Linked DNA regions of Mus musculus: region 1 is linked to region 2. A link is a contact called in public HiChIP or PLAC-seq data. All regions are on one chromosome and are shown on one strand. Each heading gives the region's core, a stretch centred on a gene start, on an enhancer-like site or on the middle of the called end of the contact. The rest is flanking DNA. Distances are from core to core; before and after follow the strand shown. Region 1 holds the start of Mms22l (MMS22-like, DNA repair protein). Region 2 overlaps Gm27243 (a long non-coding RNA gene).

Region 1 (4,413 bases), core at 1,265-3,764, 250 kb before region 2:
AAAGCAAAACAGATACATAAATGATATATATATATATGTATGTATGTAAAGCTATTAGGATGCCTCGCTTTAATCCCTGATGGCAATCCCATTTCATCATTCCTATCTGCCTTGAAACTCTCTTAAAGACCCATCTCACTACAATGTTTACAATTACAGAAAACTTGCTCAGCTTGTTCTCTCAATAAATAACACAAGGCTGGAGAGATGGCTCAGCAGCTAAGAGCACTTTTTGCTCTCGTAGAGGACATGCATTTGGTTCCCAGCATGTATGGTAGTAGCCCACAACCATCCATAATTCTAATTCCATGCCCTCTTCTGACCTCTAGGGCACCACACATGCATGTAGTATACAATACATACAGATACTCAAAACATTCATGCATGATTGTGTTGACCTACAAAGAAAAAAAATTGACAGCATCTACTACATCAAAGATACACCGACATCTCTTTATGAGGGTTCATGGCACGTAGTTCAAATCTTTATCTATGATGGTTCATGCTTGTAATCCCAGCATCACAGACTAAGAAAGGATTGCTGTGTAAGTTTTAGGTCATTGACCTAGGCTACACATTGGCTAGAGTTGAGGCCCTGTCTTAGAAACAAAAACAATGCATATACAATATGTTATATAGAGAATATGTACATTATACACAGTGCAGGTATTCAGTGCTCAGTAGTATGATGCTTGCCTAACATATACAATAACCTAGATTAGATCTCTAGAATCACATGTGATTAATTTAATCAGAGACTAATTTAATCTAGAGATTAAATCACACACATATATATTGATAAGGATTTCGCTTATCAATATACACAATATAAACAACTCCTTAAAACCATTATTTATCAGTCATAACTGCTTGAGTGTTTCCTGGTAAGACCACCAGCAAAGCAATAAAAAAGAGCAATTTCCCTGCTTTTGTAATCAGTAGTGGAAAAGCAGCAATATAAAACTAGACAGCATTAGAGTTAAAAATAGACACATACATACCTGAATAAATGAAAGAGCTCTCTACAGGAATAGACTAGCGCTGTTTCTGTAACCCATTGGAAGCCAAATAGTTCTACTGTATCCTCTTCAAAATTAGTTGGTAATGGATCAAGATTTAAAATTAACCTGTAATGAAAACAATGACTTAAATCATTTGAATCCAGACTATACATGCCATGATGACGCGCACAAACACATATGTATATGTGTATGTGTGTGTGTGTTGGGGGGGGGGGGGAGGGGTTACTTGACACCTTATGTTGTGTCCAAAAGGAAAATCTAAATGGAGTCCAAGCAATATACAAAGTGGTCTGAGGTCACAGTAATTTATCTTTGAACAAGAAAATGGGTTTTCAGAACACCAAATATTCCGAATTAGGAAGAATGACATCATATAGATACCTAATGTGGTTTAAGGTTATTAACAAATTATTAACAAGGTATAATCATACAATCAACAAAAAATGGTTTTCTTTAATGAAGTTTCCTCAAAGGGCATTACCTAAATAATTCAAGAACAGCAATTTTATTGTAATATTCATTCGACTAATGTGTCTATGAATTCTGTATGCCGATGCTTTGGATGGAAAGAACCCGTGCAACAAAAACTATCAGGTTCTACTTATAAACTACTGAAAACTTATAGATAACTATTACCCCTTAAAAGGAAATACAAGTTCCAAGAGACTAGGCTGCTCTGAAACCAGTCTAAGTAAATTAAATATCCAGCTACCCACTCCTAAGAGATTATCAATTATCCAGAAAGTTCTTCTATATACTAAGCGTATGTAAAACGAGGCTTGCTGAGCACCTACGTTAGACATTGGTGATAATCAACATTGCTGGGGGTGGGGACCTTCAATTCGGTTTTTTGTTGTTTGTTTGTTTTTTAACCTACCGCTTAAGGGCGCCACTGGCAAGGTAGGACTCTCCAGAGAATTTTCCTTCTCTGTTGTCAAAAGCGCAAGAAAAGCAGGGGGGTTTGCACCACTCTGTCCCCAGCTCCAGCTCTAAGCTGTCAGTCAAGAAGGTCGACGCTGCTGAACAGCCATCCATTATTTACATCCTGCTCTGCAATGCCACCGCGGTTCCGGGCAGTTACGTTCGGGCTCCGAAGACAAGCTGCAAGAGGCTGAAAGTACGGTAAGGAGCTACCTCGGAGATCCAAAATGTGCCCTCAGCACCCGGGGAAACCAACGTGAAAGCAGAGAAGCTGAAGGCAACAGGTCCAGAATCCTCCGGGCGTCCCGCAGGCGCCGGAGCCGCCAAGCCTTCCAACGCCGCCCTCGCTCCCTCCGGGCTGCCGTGGGTTTTGAGGCCCTCGCGCACCTCCTCAGGCTGGTTTCCCCGCACGGCCCGGATGGAGCACGCAGCCCCGCCGCCTCCCTCCGTCTCCCTCAGTCCCAGCGCGGCGTTCGGGGCGGGCGAGCGCGCGGGAAAACCGCAGGCCCCCGCAAACCTAGAACGCGGAACGCAGCGCCGGGCAGAGGAAACCGGAAGCAGGCGAAATTCCCGCCACGGCGTGCCCCGCCTCCGGCGCCGCCCTCTCGCGAGTCCTCACTGGCGCGGACCGAGATCTCGCGAGAGCCCGTCGGCCCGGACAAGTCCAGGGATTCGCTCTTCACGGTTCTCCGTACCGTTGAGAGTTTGCGAGGTGGCCAGCTCTCCGCTGAAGCCTGGAAGTAGGGTCTGCGAACGGCGGGGATCAGCTTCAGGCCGGGCTCTGGAGAGCCCCGCGCCTGCCTCGGCCTCCCGCAGCCCGGCCACCCTCTTCCTGCCCTGGGGCCCACCCCGGCTTTCCTGTGTTGGATGCCTTCTGCTCTGCAGCAGTGACCCAGAACACAAGGGACACATTGACTAAGTTAGATGGCTTTTTTTCCTCAGACATAACAACTTTTGCTCCCTTTGCAATACATTGTAACTCTGGACAAGAGTTACAATTTTGTAAAAATATTTTCCGATCCATTTTCCTTATTAAAGTGTTCTTTAAAGTTGACTCGAATATTACTGTCTTGAGATGGGGGTGGGGGGCATGGGGATTCAAATGCCTGCTGCATTTAAATATATTGCTTTACTTGCGGGCATCCACTTCATAGGGAACCTACCCTAACTCTTAGATGTTAAAATCAACGTATTTTCAAATGACATGTGGGATGAAGCGGAAGAAAAAAAAAATTCCCACTGCAGTGTAGGGCTACTATAGTACATGTATTTGTGCAGCCCAGTTGAGGTACTCTGAGACCTGATGCTTTTTTTTGTTGACTGCTGATGATAGCTGGTGATGAGTATTGTATCATGAAGGTCTCTTCCACAGTGATGTCAAGAGTATGTTTTCTGAATATGAGAATACCTAGTGTTGGCACTGCAATTAGGACAACATACCATACGGCCATTTTTCTTCCTCCCATCAACATTCCAGTACACTCTTGTCTGTTGTGTTTGTTTAAATACCTGATGTTGATTATGTGAGCTCAACTTATGTGAATCATGGAGTGGGAAGAACTAAAGAAATGACAGAGGCCAATTAAGGTGATACTTAATGAAATGGTCACTTACAAAGGTGTGTCCATGGTTACTGGATCCCAAAATGGGATGACTAGGCACCCACAGCTAATAGAGACAATTATCATTCTTGAGCAGAAAAGTAAGGATCAACACGGATTACTAGAGAGGAGTGAGACCTGTGCCTGTAGGATGCAGTCACCTAACTTATCGTCACACAACAGTGGTTGCCTTCACAGACAAACACAACTGTCCCACCACAGACAAGTGGGGGAAACACTGAAAGGAGTAAACCACATCCCATGTTTCACTCCTGTCGGCCAAAACAAACCAAAGCGCAAAGCAAGGGTGTAGCCTATCAAGTGTATGTAGTCCAGGTTAGAAATGAAAAGAACTAAAGAGAAGTTAGAGACTCTTCTTTGAATCAGACAAAATTGTAATTATTTTTATCTTAATTTTGACAAGATATAGAAATGTTAAGAACTTAAGTATAAGCTTCCATAGATAGAAATAGCTATTATATATTTATTAATATAACATAATACTGTTACAACAGAAATATTCAAATAATATTGTTTTGTAAAGATGAAATGCTGGTATTTTGTCCAGCTGCCCCCAATTTCCTAGTCTTCTTGTCTTAACCTCTCAAGTAGCTTAGACTACAAGCATTCATCACCACATCCACCTAACAATCTTAATTAGAAAATTGAAATGTCTCTGCAATTGATAATAATTGACAATAGAAAATTAATACGGCTATAAAAGATTTGGATAGTACTAGCTCCCAGTTGAATCTAATTGATGCATATGACTACGCTAACAGTAAAATTATACAATTAAAAAGAAAACATGGAACATGAAACCAGATTATATTCAGAATCATGAAACAAATTTTATCTATTTAAAAAGG
Region 2 (4,404 bases), core at 738-3,237:
AAATGCCAGGTAAACACAAAGTGAGACACTGGATTGGGTTGTGGAACAGAGAGATTCATTGGAGAGGTGGAGACATTGAAAAGATCTGTAAATTTGTTAATACTACCATACAAATGTATAAATTCCTGATATTAGTAAGTATATAGGATCAGGCATCAGATATTTGTTGACATTAACGGGCCTGGGAAGAGTGCATAGAATGATATTTTTTGCAACTTTGCAAAGACTGAAATTACTCAATAAAAACTTCTTATGTATAAATGCAATCCAAATACATAACCAAAATAATTTCAGTTTTATTTTTTGTACATTGATACTCTCAGTGATTACTAGTAATTTATTTAAGTATAAAGGCATTTCTGTAAATATGGGCAATATTGAGCTTTGAATGTTTTAAAATGTTATATTAACATGTATCTGTACTTCAGAGGGGGCTTGCCCTCAGATTTCCCACGTACTTTCTGAATATTGCTTTAAAAGTGTTGTTCACTATATTTATGATACAACATATCACAAAAAGTTGGAAGGCTTTGCTCTATGAATCAACTCTTTTGAGGATATTTGCAGATAAGCATCTCAGTAAATCCTTGAAAATACTGTTTTAAATATTGCTTGGTATAAGAAAAATGCTATGTACAAATAAGAAATTGTCAAAAAAGCAAATTCAATTAGTTAAAGAGAAAGAGAGAGAGAGAGAGAGAGAGAGAGAGAGAGAGAGAGAGAGAGAGAAAGAAAGAAAGAAAGAAAGAAAGAGCTCCTCATATTTAAGTATGCACCTTGTCAGCTTCCTAGAACAAGCTCTCGCCTGCTTTACTGCCCTCTAGAGGTGGACTACAGGGAACTTAAGTCGTGGGATCCTAAATAGGAAATGCAGCTTGGAACTTTCTGTAGTTGGTGCAAATAAATGTGGTTTCTTCACATGTACATTATTTTAACGAAGTATCACACTCTTAAATTTTATATCATATTGCTTGACTGTTGTTGTAAGGCTTAATGTTTATTTTAGCTATGCCTGTCACACTAGCCTGGTGCCAAGTGTGTACACAAGACATAGCGGCCAAGGAAATTTCATCAATAGAAGTCTGTTCTCCAGATCTTTCCTCCCTTGCATGAAATCCTTCCGCCTCCACAATATCCAATCCTTCCTTAAGGCATCTAAGACTCTGTTTCTCTCTATTTCCTTTACAGAAAAGAAAAGAGACCAGAGGGCAGGGAATGGTTAAACTCTGCTTTAACATGTGCTGCACATGATGGGAGTTTGAACGTATTCACATCAACTTACTTCCACTTGCACACTCCCTTTTTGAGCTCCAGTGTTAGCACCACTGGCATGATGTTTGTATGGAATATCTTAATTAGCTTAAGAATCCTTAGATATATATGCATATATATATATATATCTTCGATTTTTTTAAACATCGCACTTTTATTAGAACTACTGAGAATTTATCTTCTCAAAATATCAAACAAATAGAATCTGTCAGGACTAACATGAAATATTTTAAATCATGTAAAACTTTTCTGAAATATTCTATGAATATTCAAAAAATATTCATTGCTTTTTTTTTTTTTTTAAGATTAGAAGTAGAGGCTAACCAGACTGACTAATGAGCTGAATGTTATTTTTAAGGAACATTTGCAATATGATCTTCAATTCTTAACATTATTGTTACTATAATTTTGTTTCTCTGAGCAGCACAAGCCCCTGTACAATGGGGAACTGAATGGTTTCAATAGCTAATGACTGAACTTCTCGCCTCCGGCTCGCCTTCACATTAGGCTGCAGTTTAAAGTGATTGACAGCCATTTCATAGTATCCTGCCAAAGAACTGGGGGCCAAAATCATCCAAATTATGGAGAGAAAATGCTCCTAATAGAAAAAAAATAAAGGCAGAAGTGAAATGACCAGTGTAGCTAGAACTAATTGGCCCCCTTCCTGGCAAAGGAGTGAGCATGCACAAGGACTGAATAATCTCTTGAATTTGGTGGCAGACCCTTGCAGGTTGGAACTACGAATTGGCAGGTTAGCATAAGGGGAGGCCATATCCCCCTAGTATGTGACACTTCTGTTCTGTGAATTTCCATTTTGTGGAGCTGTCAATCTGTGGCTTTTGTAAGCCTTAAAGTTTCTTTAGAAACAACATGACAAAAAAAAAAAAAAAAAAAAGAATGACTGTACCTCCTAAACTACCACATAAATCGGCTTGATTAGTAATCTCTATTAAGAGACACTGAGTTTTAAATAGACTGGGTATTTGAGATACAGAATGAAGGACTTGGCAGGACCAAATAGGGAAATCTGAACAGCATCTGCCCTGCCCTTTCCAAGCACTTGTATGAGTTTTAAGCCTATTCACAAATGCACTAAATTATAAAAGTACAAATTATAGCTGCCCACAAGTAGCCTTTTAGACAACATTAGGAGGCGAGTGTGTAACATTGTATTTTATTAAAGACACAGGAATCTTGAGAAAATGTTTTATAATAAGAAAGCCAAAGGTGACAGTCCTTTAGATATGAGCCCATTAACAGCAGCTCACTTTGAGCATTCTTTTTCATTAGCAAGAATTTGATCTTTTTTTTCCTATTCTGAAATTGTATTTTAAGCTCTATATACTAAAGCCACAGATGGGCTATTGCTGTGTCATTTCCATGGCTTCATACAGATTACCAAATGTATGCAGTTGTCCCATGGTCCCTTAATAGACCACCAGCTTTTCCATACATCTTCCACTGATGGCATTTCTGTGGATAAACACTATTTCACAAAGAACTGTGCCATATGCCCTGTCGCACACTAAGGTACAACAAAGCACTTCTTTAAAAAGGTTTTCTTGTGTCATAATGTCCTTCTATCGCTTTTATACTTTTTTGATTATTTTAAAATTTAAATTTTATATATATATATATATATTTCTCTCATTTTTATCCTACAGGTCCTTTGGGTATAAATTATACCTTCCAATTTAGTGCTTTTATTGGATCCCTGAGTGTGTGAATGACTGTGTCTTTGTATCTATGTGTTTCTTGTACCTGTTCCTGGGCTCTTTTCCCACTGTTGATTTGCCGTGTACAATTTCAGTGTGATAGTTTTGTTTTACCATATTATAATATAATATATTATATTATAATATATTATATTATATTATATTTTTATCTCTTAGAGGCCTGTTCATTTCTAATGAGAGAAAGAAAGGGAGTGAATCTGGATGGGAGGGGAGGTGGGAAGGAACTGGGAGGAGTAGCGAGGGAAAGCCATAATCAGAACACATTAAGTGAAAAAAAACTATTTTTAATAAAATGAAATTATACCTGCATTATTTATTAATTTAGAGACTTGTTTTTAGATACACATTAGAACCCAAAATTTATTGAATGAAATAGGAGATATCATAAATAGTTTCTAATAAACTTGACCCTAAAAATCTCCCAGCACATTCTTTTCTGGACAATAAGATTCAGCATTTTATATCTAAATATCTCCTTCTTGGACACATAATCAATATGTCTTGTTATTATTAGACAGTCTTTCATTGAGGTTAAACACTGCTAGATTAGAGAGTTGGAACAAGAGCTCTAAAGTGTTTGTTGCTCAAGTATGTGACCTGAATTCAGGTCTCCAGTAGCCATGTAAAAGCCTGAATTTGGTGGCATGTTTCTCTAATCCTAGTGCTAGGGTAGGGGTTGGAGACAGGCAGGTCTCAGGGTGCACTATCCAGCTAGTCTACTCAGAGAGATCCTATCTCAACAATAAAAAATCAGGCAGAGAGAGGAGTAGACACTTAAAAGTCTACTTCTGACCTTCTCACTTGAGCACACAGGTTACTGCAATGGGCACACACAGGTATGCGTGTATTCTCACAAACGCAATTGTGTGTGTGTCAGGGCTGTGTATGTTTCATTTAGTAAAGGAGTTTAGGAGTTACTCGTAACAACATGTTTAAATTTTATACTCCTATGATAAAATGTATTCTTTTCAAGTTTGCTATAGTTTTTCTATTAGGGGTCTGAAATAGGGGACCTAAGTAAAAATAATGTGCCAGCAAGAGTAATTATTCAAGACCACCCCAAGATCAGCATTTGATTTCCTTATACCAAAAGGCAACTATATGACACTCAAACATTTGAAGACTACTGATGTGTGTCTTTCACTTTATTTTGCACATGACAACTGTTTTCTAAGGTTGCAAAATCCTTAAAATCTTGAACTATAGGAATTGTGTGTCTCTTACCACTTTGAAATGTCTATTGTTGAAGCAAACATGAATTCTAAGTCAATGGATGTTGAATTTATACCCTGATACAAAATGATATACTAAACTCTCCAGTAAAGTACTTCACTTTTACCTACAAGTGCTTATAGATTATGCAAATAACAGCATCAACATCAGTGTGAGACAGCAA

Evidence for each region. HiChIP or PLAC-seq counts read pairs in DNA pulled down with a chosen protein or histone mark.
Region 1: a contact with region 2 is called in an H3K4me3 HiChIP or PLAC-seq map of embryonic basal ganglia, with 3 times the contacts expected there. The contact joins the promoter of Mms22l here to the enhancer-like site in region 2. A contact is called at or near these places in 5 of 115 datasets of contacts at active chromatin or transcription factors (astrocytes, embryonic basal ganglia, embryonic forebrain and 2 more) and 2 of 9 other capture datasets (liver and pancreatic islet).

Annotation. Positions count from the first base shown.
Region 1 is chr4:24,494,552-24,498,964 of GRCm38.p6, reverse strand. Mms22l (MMS22-like, DNA repair protein) reads right to left here and starts at 2,514. Exons shown (of 24, transcript NM_199467.3): 1 at 1,900-2,514; 2 at 1,002-1,127. The coding sequence starts at 2,057.
Region 2 is chr4:24,246,189-24,250,592 of GRCm38.p6, reverse strand. The region is part of intron 1 of Gm27243 (a long non-coding RNA gene); the gene reads left to right. Among named protein-coding and RNA genes, the nearest start is that of Gm27243, 180 kb to the left of the region's middle. Within about 2 kb of position 1,987, at least 11 of the 459 cell types and tissues checked have an H3K27ac peak or open chromatin away from gene starts, as enhancers often do. A contact at or near this core is called in embryonic basal ganglia, where this site is marked.